Regions from separate parts of the Hordeum vulgare genome. Here region 2 is linked to region 1. A link is a contact called in public Hi-C data. All regions are on one chromosome and are shown on one strand. The core of a region is the stretch at or near the end of the contact, and the rest is flanking DNA. Distances in the headings are between cores, read along the strand shown.

The links. Hi-C and Micro-C count contacts between places; a contact is called where the count stands out from the background.
Region 2: a contact with region 1 is called in a Hi-C map of leaf, with 5 times the contacts expected there. The contact joins the enhancer-like site here to the promoter of LOC123449265 in region 1. A contact is called at or near these places in 3 of 6 Hi-C or Micro-C datasets (leaf and seedling).

What each region holds. Positions count from the first base shown.
Region 1 is chr4H:525,146,795-525,154,647 of MorexV3_pseudomolecules_assembly, reverse strand. It overlaps LOC123449265 (heat stress transcription factor A-9-like), which reads left to right and starts at 5,036. Exons shown (of 2, transcript XM_045126412.1): 1 at 5,036-5,320; 2 at 6,757-7,614. The coding sequence starts at 5,036. The coding sequence ends at 7,614. It also overlaps the pseudogene LOC123450689.
Region 2 is chr4H:525,213,813-525,221,343 of MorexV3_pseudomolecules_assembly, reverse strand. No RefSeq gene overlaps it. Among protein-coding and RNA genes, the nearest start is that of LOC123449265, 68 kb to the right of the region's middle. Within about 2 kb of position 3,908, at least 3 of the 3 cell types and tissues checked have open chromatin away from gene starts, as enhancers often do. A contact at or near this core is called in leaf and seedling, where this site is marked.

The sequences.
Region 1 (7,853 bases), core at 3,787-6,286:
AACTACCACTAGCACCCGCAACTGGGCTCTGCACGCCGGCGACAGTGAGATCGTCGGGTTTGCCCCGCCGTTGCTGCCTCCGTTGCTGCGCCACGCCAGTGCACTATGCCACTGTTGCGAGGAGGTCCTAGAGAGCCACTGCTACCGCACGGGCACGGTACTACTGCCGAGTCTACGCCACACACACTACATCACACGAGTTGCTGCCCTGCTTCGTCACAGGAACACGCGACAGGGAGATCATCGTGCCCTGCTGCTGCAGCTGCTACCGGAGGCACCCACGCCAGGGAGGCGATCTCCTACTCTACTGCTACCCACACAACGGCAACACGCCTCCGAACCACTGCGCTACACTACTGCACCCCCATCACTACCTGCTGCCGATCTACCACGACAGAGAGGCACGACGAGCTCTAGGCGGACCTAGGTCGAACCAAGGAGGAAGAAGGAAGGGGAGGTGCTGCCTCACCTTTGGGGAAGGAAGGAGAGGACCCCGCGGGTGATGAGGCGACGAAGAGGAAGAAGAACACGAAGGTCTGCTGCTGCTGATGTAGAGGAAGGAGGCACCGTGGCCGCGGCGAAGACGAGCTCGGCCCCGTCGGTGTGGTCGCTCCTCGACCCTACCGACGACGGGAATGGAACGCGGGGCCGAACCCCGAGCTCCTGGACATGGCGGACTCGCCGGACGGCGACGTAGGCGGGGTAGACGCGGCGAGCTCCTCCCTCTCTCTCTCTGTTGCTAGCCTACAAAAGCTTACCTGCGGGGAGGAAGAGAGATGGGGAAGGTGGCGGCGCACTGGAGGGGGAGAGGGAACCCTACGGAGGAGGAGGAAGACCTGGGGCTTTATTCACCTTGGGGAACGAGCTTGAGCCGCTGGATTGGGGGGAGGCGATCGGGAGGTGGAGCGAGGTTCGTACCATGGCTGACGTCGACAGGTAGGAGACGAACGCGGGACTGGGCTACTGCTGCGCTACTGGGAGAGATGGGCCTCTCTGGTGGGAGGAAGCCCACCACAACGTCACTTAAAGGAAAAAGCCCTCCCTACAGATTCCTATTAAATAAAACCACAGAGAAAAGGAAAAAGGCCACAGAGAAAAGCAAAGAAGATAAATTAAAAACAAAAATGTTCCTGGGCCTGAAAAATAGCAAGCTAAATAAATAAAATAACAGAATGATTTTTGGGACATAAGAAATAAATACAAAACAACATTGTAGATTCTGTTTTGTGTTTATTTGCACCTTCAAAACACTTTCCAAAACACCAAATTTAGCACCCCAAATATACCCACAATATTTCCTAAATAAAAGACATTTTTAAAACAACTTAGGAGCAAGTAGAATTTGAACTTGAGAATAAAAGAGAGAAAAAGGTCTTTTGATTTAGAGAAGGGCTTGAAGTAAACAACCACCACATCAATTCTACTCACCCCAACATCTCATGAGCATCCCACATGAATTCACAAGATCACAAGCATCACAAGGTACCTAACCACAAGATCACAACCACCACATGAAATTATATGGCCATATTGCAACAACACAAAACATGGACAAGACATGATATGTTATGCATGCATGCAAGGGAAGGAAGTAGTAAGGGACACACATGAAATCATGACACAAAATGACATCATCATACATGACAGGGTGGACCCATATGCAATAGGTTCCAAATATGACAATCACACACTTGAGGCATTACATTGGCTTCCCGCATCTACCTTCTCATAGTGGGATAAGGACACTGATCCTGAATTCAAGGCCTTAGAAAAATCATCCTACAATGGTTCGAGGGATTGAACACGAATACGACATAAAAATAAGGTTAGGGGGATAAAAAAAGAAAATGTTAAAAGTCATCCGAGTGATCTCTCTCCCTCGTAAGCCTTCTTCTCCGAGCGCCACGTGCCCAGGCTGTCCACCGCTTTATACTTCTCCCAACCAGCCAACCTTATTCTATCTCTAGTTCTCTACCTCTACGAAGCTGCTCCTCCACACATTTTTCTTTCTTATCTCTTTTCCTTGCATCCATCGCCAGAGGAGAGGAGTCACGGCCAGCACTACCAAAACAACTAGGAATTATAAGAGTTCAACACCGGCCATTGGCACTAGTAGCTGGAGCTCCTCGGTTGCATCGCTGGAGGCGGCAAAGCTGCAAAGAAGCGTCCATGGAGGGGAGCCATGGCGAACACCACCACAGCAGCAGGGGGTTCGGGGCTTGTAGACGGCGATGCAGAACGACGCTCGTCGACGAGAGCCACGAGCAAGTGCTGCAAAGAAGCGGCTTGTCCACGATAGGTGGGATGCAACATAAAAACTTGTCCACAGCCGTTGCGCTGCATTACAACCTCGACTGCGTTGCAATGCAGCCTCGTGCTCTCACGAGGAGCGCTCGTCGACGGCGGGGAAGCTGTAACAGAGCGTTTGTCGCCTACGGAGGAGCAGCAGTGGAGCACTCGTCGCTGGCAGTGGAGCTGCAATGGAGCGTTCATCGCCCGCGGCGGAGCATCAATGGAGCGCTCGTCGTCGGCAGCGCAACTGAAATGGGGTGCTCGACGTCCACGAAGGAGCTGTAACGGAGCGCTCGTTGCCAACGGAGGAGCAACAATGGAGCACTCATCGCTGGCAATGGAGCTGCAATGGAGCGTTCGTCGTCCACGGAGAAGCAACAATGGAGCGCTTGTCGCCCATGGAGGAGCTACAATGGAGCGCTCGTCGTCCGCGAAGGAGCAGCAATGGAGCGCTCGTCGCCCATAGAGGAGCTGCAATGGAGCGCTCGTTGCCGGCGGCAGAGCTGCAATGGGGCTCTCTGATGCAGCACTCATATGAGGCGTCCCGGTGCTGCATCGACGACGTCGTTACCACGACCGGCGGCGATGGTGCAGAAGCGAGCTCCCATGCCCGGTGGCGGTGTACTGCAGGGGTGGTGCTGCCGCGAGCGCGATGCAAGGTGAGGAACAACAATGGGCTGAGCCTGGTGCTGCCAGCGAGCGCGACAAGGTGGCTGTGAACGAATTGTTGTGTTGGCTGCAAGGCAAGGAAGACGAGGCCACATCGACGTTGTATTGCGTGAGAACGATGTGTCTAACTTAACTTAATCCAACGTTTGTGGGGCATTCGATCGGATGATTGGGGACCCGACTGATTTCCCTACGTCGGATGATTGGTAGCAGACCCCTAAAAAAACCCTCCTCCCATTCAAAGTCGTCTTCAAGTACCTTTTGATTCTTTATCGAGGGTTCTATGATAGAGGGGGGGGGGGGGGGGGGGGGGCGATGAAGGGGGGGGGGGGGATGAGTATTAGACGCTCGGTGAGCCGATTGATTTTTCTGCGAGAATCAGTCTTTCTCTTTTTTGAGTTGAGGAGGTGTTTGTTTACAGTGACTTTGGTGTAGGGACTAAAAGTAGTCTCATCTAAACCAAACATGAAGGATTTTTAGGGACTAAAAGTGGACATTTGGGACTAAATAAAGAAGTCCCAAAGGAAGAGTCTTTTTAAGACTCTTTTCAACAGTGTCCCTCCTTTTAGAATGTCATTTAATAACCTCTAGCATACCTGGCCAAACGGGCCGGGCTAAACAGGCCAGCCCGCGAGCCCGCCGACATGGCCCGCCATGGGCCACGCACAACACGATTTGAACGGGTCATGCCTGGGCCTGGAGGCTGGGCACGACACGATCCTTTTTTATACATATTTTTAGATATTTTTAATATATATATATATACATATATATACATAATATATGTTCCAATAAGCCTAACAATAAGCCCATGAGGCTAAAATTATGCAGCCCAGCGTGCTAATCGGACCAACAAGCCGGCTCGTTTAGTAACGGGGCCGTGCCTGGGTTTGGAGGCACAACCCACTGGCTGGCACGTCACGACCCGATTAATAAACGTGCATCGGCGGGCCTTGTCGGACCAGACACGTTTAGCACGGGGCGTGCCGTGCCGGGCCAGCGTTTGGCCAGGTATGACCTCTAGTCCATTTATAGGGGGAACATGGTCTTTTAATATATTATTTAATAACCTGAAGTTTATATTTAATCCCTGGAACCAAACAGATAGTGACTAGAATTTATTTAGTTATGATTAAAAAAACCTATGACTTTTTAAAACAAACATGACCTGAATCTGTCGTAATCATTCGGTTGACGCCTAGTTTCCTGCAAATGTTATTCGGCCGGTCCAAGCCTCTATGTCGAACAGGCCCATCTAACGTTGGACTAGACTGGACTGAACGAGCTCCTGGTCCTTGCGTGTGGAAACGAGTTTGACAGTGTAATTCCAGTCCAGTCTAACTCCAAGCCCAAGGACAGCAATGACGTCGGCGACTTGCCCCTGCATGACCGCGACACCCGTACTTGCCATCTGGCCCGTCGTTCCAGGGCCACATATCAGTCTCTCCGTGTGAATTCCTCCTTCGTCCTTTTCTTTAAGAGTTGTTCGAACGGAGCGCTGCTTCCCAGCTCCCACCGGCCCCGCCCATGCCATCGAGCGGGACGCGACGCAACCAAACTGGCTCCTCCGCCCCACAGCAAAAAAGAAGAAGCGCAAAATGCGGAAAACTCTCGCCGCACATGAAATCGTCACGCCTTACGCGTAACTCTCGCACGCCGACACGTGGGTCCCGACGCACTCAGGCCCACAAGTCATCGTCGAATAAAAACACGAGGGCGCAGCTGTAAGTCGAAAACACGTACGTGCTTTTCTTTTCTGCGTTATTTTTTTATTCTAAAGCAATTTCCGGGCACGCGCCTTGCGTGGTCTGACGCACGCACAAATATCACCTACCCTACCACACATTTTTTTTTTCCTCTCGTTTTGAACTCCATAGATTTCTTCCTTTCTTTCTTAATCCTGAAGGAAGGCAGCCCAAGCACAGGCAGGAACAAGTCGCAGCCCCCCAAATCCGACCCAACGCGCACAAAAATTCAACCAAAATCATCCGAAATCCCCACTCCGATAGGCCTCCCTCCTCCCGTCTCGCCTCACGTCGCCGCCTCAATCTCCAAGGAAGCTAGGGTTTCCGCCATGGGCTCAAGCAAAGGCTCGCCCCCGCCCTCCGCCGCGGGCCCCTCTTCGGCCGGGGCCGCGCCGGCGCCGGTGGGGGCGGTGCCGAAGCCGCCGGAGGTGGCGCCGTTCCTCACCAAGGTCTACGACATGGTCTCGGACGCGGCCACCGACAGGGTCATGTCGTGGTCCGACGCCGGCAACAGCTTCGTGATCTGGGACGCGCACGCCTTCGAGCGCGACCTGCTCCGCCACCACTTCAAGCACAACAACTTCAGCAGCTTCATACGCCAGCTCAACACCTATGTGAGATCCCCTCGCTCGCCCTCCTCGCCCCTTTCCGATGATTTTGAGTTGAATTGGGTGCTATTGCTATCGCGGAGCATGTTTCCTTTATTGTAAATATATACTCCCTCCGTTCCTAAATATAAGTCTTTTTAGACATTTCAATAGAAAACTACATACGGATGTATATAGACATATTTTAATGTGTAGGTTCACTCATTTTATTACGTATGTAGTCCCCTGTTGAAATGTCTAAAAAGACTTATATTTAGGAACGGAGGGAGTATATTCGTAATGTGCTGTTGCGGCTAGCTGAGGATTTTGTCAGCAGTTGACTCTCTGGGGTAGCTTCCGATGTAAATTGGACAAACCTGTTTGAACGCGTCATCATTTTCTCTCGATGCCTGTTTGTTACAGGCTGTTCCTATGTTCAATTTCGTGCTTGTTGTGACAATACATTTTGAATTGGAGTAATATGGGGACTTAACGATCCGGGCTAAAACAGCTGTGCCAAATCTGTCCATGCTTTGGTATTCACTAGTCAAAATGCTTTTAGCAGCCTTCTTTATATATATGAAATACAGTTGTGCTTGTGACCAATGGAATTTTGTGGATCTGATCAAAATAACTATCTGCTGAACCTGCCTCTAGTGCTATTGGTATGGAATGCATGCTGTCGAAACTCCTTTCTGTATTTTGGATTCTATATATTTGGCATCTACGGAACTTTATTTATATAGTATTATAAGAGAAAGAAGCTACTTCATGTAGTGTCTTCGCTTCATGCTTAACGTAAATAGTATCCTGACTGTGGTGTTTCTGAATGAAATCAAATAAATGTTTGGTTTGCATTGACATAATATCATTGGCTGACAGCTAATCTTCTGTGTGAGCATTTCTTTTATGCTGATTGGAACTTTGTTTTACATACCCAAAGGTATTTGATGAATGATGTTGTGCTTTTGAGGAGTGCCTATCAGTATCCAGTGGCTGGAGCCAGATTCTTGCAGCCAGGGATTCAATACTTACCAGCTTTTCCTTCCAATTTTTATACCGATTCTTTCATGTCCATTTGCTGAGTACAAGAGCAGACTGATTTTTTGTCACTGGATTGTATACCTGCTCTTAAAGATTTTGTATGGACCACATGAATTGCTGCTCTTGGCTCCATATATACTTTTGGTAAAACTTCCTCATGAAGCATGTACTCCCTCTGTACCTAAACAATTGTAGTTGGGGAAAACTAGTCTAGTTCTGCCCAACTACAATTATTTAGGTACAGAGGGAGTAACTTTCAACACTGCAATGAAATCAGTGGAAGCATCACATGATCTGCTATCTTCAGAAAACCTTGCATAAATAGCGCTGTTGTATGTTTTGGATGCACTCTATCTTCTCTATCTTCGGTTTTATGCATTTATTTGGTCAACTTATCCATGCTTCTTCTTGCTATCTAGGGATTTCGTAAAGTTGACCCTGATAGATGGGAGTGGGCCAATGAGGGGTTTCTTAGGGGCCAAAAGCATCTTCTGAAAATCATTAAGAGAAAGAAGAGACCTCAGGAAGCAAGTCGTGAGTTGGAGAAGGCACCTGTCAAAGCTTCACCTGGTACTGAAAATATTGAAATAGGAAGATATGGCGGGCTTGTAAAGGAGGTGGAAACCCTTAAGAGGGATAAAGCTCTTCTAATGCAGCAGCTTGTGGATCTCAGGCACTACCAGCAAAGCTCTAACCTTGAAGTCCAGAGTTTGATTCAACGCCTTCAACTAATGGAACAGAACCAGAAGCAGATGATGGCACTTCTAGCAATCGTTGTCCAGAACCCTAGTCTTCTCAACCAGCTTGTGCAGCAGCAGCAGCAGCAGCGCAGGAACAGCTGGCGTTATGAGGATGGAAACAAGAAAAGGAGGTTCCCTGCTCTAGAGCAGGGTCCTGTAACTGATCAGGAGACTTCTGGCGCAGGGGCCGAAATTATTCAGTATCGCCCCCCTGTCCCTGAAACCTCTAGCCAAGTAATAGCAGATGAAGCATATTTGTCGGCCACCGCAGAACCAATCTCAAGTCCTCCACTTAACATGCCCATGGACATCGACACTGAAACGACCTCAGACAACCTCAACACACAAGGTTCATCCGGGGACATTTTTGCTGACATGCCTGCTCTACCAGACTTTGATGACATGCAACTGTGGTTTGGCGAAGACGGGGAACTTACTTTAACTATTCAAGATTATGATGAATCTCCACAGTCAGAGCAGGACTGTCAGATGGAAGCACAGCATAACCACAATAACCCTCAATATGGTATTCCCTAGTTTGTTGTATGCCGAATGTTTCTTTTGTTCTTTTTCTGCAAAGCATGCAGAGACTGTATTCTATGTAGCTGCTAATTTTGTATGCACAATGACACGCTATGCACTTCAGGTGCACAAGTGGAGTTCAGATTAGTAGGATTTTGCAAAGTTTATAGAGAGAATTCCTTATTTGGCCCTTTCTTAAATTCTTCTTCCCTATTTGGCCCTAAATATTATTTTTTTCCCTATTTGACATCTAA
Region 2 (7,531 bases), core at 2,659-5,158, 68 kb before region 1:
AGCAATACATCATATGTAAGATGCTATACTTCATACAACATATCATCGCACACACACACATGCTCACATTTCTGTGCTTATGTGGAACGGAGAATCTGGAATAGGTTGCACATGCTTGAATATCTGGGGTAGAATTGTTTGCTTTGTCAGTTTGTGCCCTTGGCTCTTTTACCATAAAATTTGTAAGGTCCCTTATGTTTGATTTAGTGTATAAACTATTTGAGACATGCCCTGCATGCATGATTACTCAGTATATTTATGTCCATCTGATGTTATGTTCTTGAATCATTGACATCATTTACGAGTTGATGTTAAAAACACACATTGTTGTGCATCAATTTTTTTCTTTGTCATGCCTTGTTCCATTTTTCAGAATTTATAGAATACAAATTTATACTTTATATTCAGACGGATTTTATGTGTGTTGGTGGAGACGTGCGTTGCACGTGCTCAATTACTCTCAGGTAAACAAGGGCAATCTAGAGGGAGGCAGTTAATCTACTGAAGAAGACTCAAAACGTGTTGCTGGGAATAAAGACAAAAATCTACAAACGGTAAGATCTACACTATCTTATTTGTTAAATTTTGTTGTTTTAAAGATTGCTTATTTTTTTAGGAGAAAGAAAATATATATTTGAATTTACAGTCTTATGTAAGAAATTTGCTCCATATTGATGTTGTCTTTTCTCTATTATGTTCATTTTGTATATTACAATTTTGTGACCATATATGATGGAAAAATACCCGACTTGACTGCCCTTGTTGTGAAACCACTGGAAAGAATTGAACATGTTTTCAGATCCATTCAATCAATTTGCTGGTTCCTTGAGTACACCCTGCTTTGGAGGGATCTTTAGTCCATGAGTTATTACCTTCATTTGGACAGTTTACCAGTAAATAACTTTCTATAGTTAACATTTAATCCCCTTGTTCACACAGCAGCTGTAGATCTCGACAGCATCAGAGAAGCTCATTGAGTGTCAGGAGACAATCCTAAGCCTAGGAAAGAAACTAAAAGCACTTGCATCGCCAAAGGATGCCACCTTGGTCCTTCCAGAGCGAAAACCTCGGTCTCAGTCACTGAATGAGATGCTAGCCGTCGATGACGAGGGATTTGATGACCTCAGCTCCCCGAAGACCAAGGAGATTATATGCTTAGAAATAAGGCCACCACATGAAAGAAGATTTTCTGCCGACGAGGGAGGTGATGATTCAGTATCGTATTATTCTCACCCCACACCAGTGGTTCCATCCGCCAAACCTTACGATGTGAGAGAAAGTTGCAAGAAAAAGAAGCTGCTGCCAAGGCCGTATCACTGGCCGTTGTCCCAAGCAAGCAGAAGGGGAACCCCAACTTGCTCAAGAGGATCCTGACAGGAAGGAGAAGGGATGCCATAATAAAACCAAAGGTGGTCCTGAGTGCTTAGCTAACAGAGATAAGGGTAACTCTATCCATGATAAATTCCATTTCCATGTGTAAATTAAGCGTGTATCGGTTGCTTGTTGAGGTGTGTTCTTGTCAGGTCTAGGAAGAACGATGGAGTGTAGATGACGTATATGTATTACAGTATTATTAGTGTGATTTCTAGCGTTGTGGCCATCATTACCCTGTTGCTTAGGTCTATGAACTTGCATTTGCAGCTTGCTATTATGTGCATCCTTTGAGGAAGGATTCTTGTTCTGAATGTCTTGACACCGACAAGGTTGTTGTCTCCTGTGTGAAGATGTGCAGTTGTGTATGTGTAAGATTTACTGTGGTATCTTTTTTTTCTTGCAAGATCCTAACCGTTTATCCATTTGCTACATAGATTCGCTTACTGATTTTCAGTTGGAATTATTGTTGTAAATAATATATTTATGTTGCGGTTTGTTATTCTATATTCATGATATTTATATAGATCTGATTTATTCCTTTATAGCATAAATGGACTTGAATTATAATGTAATTAATGAATAGGCACATTATACTTTAATTTGTTGAGATTTCAAATGAGGTTGCCGGAATCAGAATGAAACTCTCATATGGCTGACATAGCTTTTATGTTTTATTTTTAGATGAAATTTCTATATTTACTTACCTTAAGATATATTTGATTTTATTTTTATGTGTTGAGACAAGGAGCAAGCAAACTGTTGATTTTGCGAAGAACAATTGTCACTAAATTATTGATTTTGATCAAAAACAACATGTAGCCTGGAAACAAGAAAGATATTCTATGCGCTAAATGATGCAGGAAAACATGATTCAGCCTGGAGGTGGTGTTTCGGTCAACATTGGCGATGGTCTTAGCAGCTAAATAGTGGCGAACAATAGCTGTCATAATATTGTGAAAATATATTCTGATTAATTCTACCTTGTATATACGATTTGTAGATGCCTATGAATTATAATACATATTTTATTGGCTAAGAAAGGAAGAAATGTTACGGATGTTTATTAAGATTCTTGATTTGTGAATGCTAGTGACGGATTTGATATCAATATGCTTTAGGAAAGTTGATTTGTGAATGCTGGTGACGGATTTGATATCAATATGCTTTAGGAAAGTCAGTACATATCTAGTCAAGATTTAAATTTCGTAGAGTATATGGAATGTTTGCTAAATCCTTGCTTGTGCAAGAGACTATATGTAAACTTAAAATGTAAGCTTCATATATTTAAATATTGTTTATTCATTAAATTTCAATAAAACGTGTGTTACACGTGCAAGCTTAATACAACCTGATGAATGAGGAAATTCATTCGATTAACGCACGTGCACTGTTACCAGTTCAGAATAAATATCCGCATCATCAGTTTATCACGGTGCGGAAGGAGACCGGATCGAACCTGGTCCAGCAAATCGAACGGATCAGATCTCATTCATCCGCAGCGGCGGTTTGTTGGCTTTGCCGGAACGCCCCGTGCCGTGTGGCCGCCGACGCCCACCGCTCATCACGTCGGCGTCATCGCTTCCTGGCCAGTTTTGGTTGATGAAATAAAACTGTTGGCGCTCCCTCCCATATTATCGCGAAGGGGAAGCAAATGCGCAGTGTTTCGGTCGAGAAGGCTTTTTCAAGCACAGCACAGGGGCTGCGGTATTCTCATCAGGCAGGCTGGCTGTGGCTCACCTTGTGCATGTGGGGTGGGGTCTCCTTGTCAAGGCCCGGTCCGGTCTTGGTGTCTGGTTGGACGGACGGACGTACGGCTGAACTGCCAAAAATTAATGGATCGTGATGGGTGGAAATTTTGTCCAAGGTCCGGCCATCTTGGCCCTAATAATGTGTCTGCGGGTGCCGTGAAAACTGCACTGCAAAGAGAACATTTTGAGAATTACGGCCAACCTAACCAGCTACTAGCTCGGTCATCACTCATCAGTCGTTGTCTACTGGAAGTTCGGTCGGGATTTTTTTCTCCTCAGGTACTGTACCTCTGTGTGAGATTCGTATCCTGGAGTAGTGCATGTTGCCTGGATCACTGGATGCCTCCGGCTCTAGTGTTCTTAAATGCCTTGTTTGCTGTGCATCAGTGCATGTGATCCGACGGTGACCCGCCCTTCGTGCTGCACGGCCGGGAAGAGAGCCCGCACGGAACGGCTTTCGTACGCTGCCGCAAGGGGGCGCCACGCCATACGGCATGCGCATGGACATGATCGCATGACATGGGCCAAATCTAACAATTCGTGCTTCACACAGAATTTCCTGCCACTTTTTTTGTTTTTGGCCGCCTAGTTAGCTACGGTTCGTCCGTCTGGGCATTTTCAGTGGTACTCTACCTATGAAGATGACGGCCTCCTCTTCATGATTGATCTCTACCTGCAAAGAAAGCCAGAAACAGCACAACCGATTGTTGGACCGGACAGGGACTCCTCCTTGAATCGGTTTCTTCTGCGAAAGATTCCGTGTGGATTCCTGTTCACCACAGATGGAGCCGTGGAGCTGTGCTCGGTAGGTAGGCGGTTCCTTGTCTCCTTTCTGCTGTAGTTTAAACGGAAATGATTAGGGTGTTTTATAATTTATTACCAGTCACAATACATGATGTCCCTTTCCAAGTACTACTATACGGAAAAGCCTTCACTGGTAAGTACTATCCTCGGTATAATCATAGCCTAATAGACATGAAGCTAAATACATTCAGGCTTGCGTGCAAGTCGAAATAAATCGCCGTCCATATCATCTTACTTAATTTTTTGACAAAACAAAGAGGCTCGCACTTGGCATAGCAATTGGTTTGAGCTTCACTAGACACGCAGCTTTGCTACACAGTGTGAGAGAAGCCATTGCTTGGACCGGCGATGGAGCCGAACACGCCCGACTCCTAAACCGATGCAAAAGCAAAAGCTCAACAAGCAACGAACCATGTCCCGATTCTATCAAGGCTGAATAATTTAACCTCCTACCATCACTGACCAGATAGAGATGGTATTATAGTTTATCTTGGGATGCCAGGGAAGATGGATGCTTGATCTTGGCAACAATCAGTGAACCTGCTACGTACCGCGATAGCAATGTTTTTTGCTCCCTCATCGGGTTTGATATTTTTCCAACGATTGTTCTAAACAAAAAGAGTACAATTTTGTCTATCGTGGGAACATGGGGGACATAGCTGTGCTGCCGGGGGTCCATACAAGAACTTCTCTGCATCTCGCGGTTTGCGTGAAAAGCTCAGATATTTGGAGTGAAAATCACACGTAAGAATAAGATAGCGAATTGGACTATCATCAGATGATTCAGTCACCAGGCAAACGCACGTGTTTATTGGGCCATGTCTCGCTGCGCTGCAATTTACAGCGGCATCTCAAACCAACGGATGACATGGAAAACAACAGCTAAAACATTTTCCCATCTTGTGTGCATCTCTGTAATTACCCGGCAGTCATGTAGGAGGAGTACATGGCTACCTCATTCTTTGCGGGGCTGTATTATGGACAGAGCTCTAGCTGGAAAAAAATGATTAATTTTAGATGAAAAGGGTTTCCCTGGTTTTCATTAAGAAAATCAGAAACATGGAGACCTGAAAAATATACTAGTAATGTAAATTAGTTGGCAGGCTATTGATGTCCGACGGCGATGCGTAATATGCTTGCGTATGTTTTCCAGGAGTTTTATCCTATGAGCACCGAGATCACGAAAGTTCATTTTGGCATTGTACGACGGTTTCGTTTGACTACGACGATAAAATTATATGACCAAACATCCTTAATCATAAGTTTGCATAGATTTCTCTCCCGGAAAGTGATCTTAACACCTGACCAAAATATTCTACACTTTTCTTGATTGCAGTTAGGATATCCAAGTAAGTTGACAAAATATGCTAAAAGTATCAGCATTTCTTGAGCATGGATGGCATGCAGGGAAAAAGTCAAGAGTTAGACATAACATGAATTACCGATTCGTCACACTATACGACGATGATAACCTACATAAAATGATGATAATTGTTTCTTTATATTTCTTTATGAATATGATTAACATGAACGGCGTGTGCATCAAACTCGTCGATAATATGTGGAGCCCTTCCTTAACATAAGAGAAACGAAAAGAGGTGAGTTTGGCAGTTTTATGGTAACTCGTGACGGAGACACATCTTTATGAAAAAAATTGATGACCTAGATATAAAATTATACAATATATGGCTCACCGAGAGTGGGCAGACCATTTTTATCTCCTCTTTGTCAAAACAAAAATGATGGGGGGTTTTATCAAACGGCTAGCGATGTTATAGATGTGATTTTTTGAGACACCCTTAGGAACTACAAGTATATTATAACCACCTTTAGCTTTTTGATGCCGTCCCTAGTGCGATCCGTGTGTATTGACATGACGTTTTCATAGAAGAAACCACCTAAAAACATACTGTGTTTGATTTAGGCCTTCTTTTTCTACCATTCGTACTAATCTTCAGGACATACATGAGTAGTATTTCCTCCGTTTTAAAATATAAGATGTTATTATATCCAATATGAGAGTATATTGAGTGTAATAACGTCTTATATTATTGAACAAAAGGAGTACTATTTTAGACAGTCGAACGTAATCTGATACGGATTCACAATAAACTTATTTGAAACTCTGGATACATATATTCACACTAGTTTGCAGCACCTTTCACACCAGATATGGACATATGGTGTCACTTGGCAGGCGAGCTTTGGTTTGTTAATTAGGTCCCCGTGTCAGTGGAAGAAGATCAGTTAAGATGCAGCAGATGGGGTACCCGTCCATCATGCGGGCGGGCCCGCATGCAGTGATTTCGTGTCCGGCCGAGCCAGACCAAGGGTGGCGCCTCTGCGTCAGCTTCCATCAAGCGAGGGATAAGGGAAGGAATCAGACAAGCGAAAGCATCATCATGCACGACGAGAAAGTTTCAGCTGATAATGGATCATATATATTGATTAAATCTCGAAAGATCTCGAGATTCCTTCCTTCCAAGCGAACGCTAGGGCACCAAAGTCGTCTAAATATTCGACGGCGATTCATAGTAGCAACGGGCGGCTAGACTTGGCTACTCATTCCTTTCGGCCGCAGATGGTCAGCAAACATGCAACGCCCTCTGAGCTTTTCTTGTTAGTGAGATTCAGATTCTCGTGTACAAGTCCTAGTGCCTTGCCGACTGTTGCAACCATCAGCAATTTGAATTTGTGCGTGGGCAAACTGACCCCGCCCACAAAACCGGAGTAAAAACTGATTGATTCAGAGGTAAAGTGCTGCTTCGAAATTCATCTCATCTGCATCCTGTGAAGCAGCAGAGTTCTCAGGCAGGCTGCAAAAGGTTAATTAACTGTCCATCTGGATCCACTGACACATCGTACAGGTCTCTTAAAAACACAACAACGAGATAACATTATTAATTTTGTAGCCACGTACCGGTCGATGATCAAGTTGCATGAATATAATGCTCTCTATCCGGACGGTACGAGGCCCAGGATTGTTTAGGGAGGCTGCATGTGCCGTGCATGTTCACCAGGACGAGGGCAGCCAAAGAAGATGAGCTCCAAGGAATCTTTGCTTAGGGACTAATCTATCTTTCAACTTTTGAGTGGGGATTAATCTAGGGTATATCTTAACATCTTGTTTTTGTCCGTGACCAATGAATGGTCGGGCCCCGTGGTCCGTGGCACCCACTGCGATGTGGATAAGCTCCGTTTTCCAATGAGGTGGGACTCAGACTACTTAATCCGCTGGGACTTGAAGAAAATGAGTGAGCCTCACAGTGGGAAGTATCACATAGTAAATATCATGCATATGATATTATGGTATGATACTATCTTTATAATGCATATTATCATAAACTAGTACTCTCTCCGTCCCAAAATTCTTGTCTTAGATTTGTTTAGATACGAATGTATCTAGTCAAGTTTTAGTATTTAGATACATTCATTTCTAAACAAAGATAAAACAAAAATTTTGAAAAGGAGGAAGTATCATAGATGGTTTTATTTATTGACATGCAAGAGACATAGTAGCATAGCATTTAACATATTACGGTATCTATCTACATTATGTTACTTTAACCTTCTGTCTCTTCTTTAATTGTCTGTCACATCAGCAT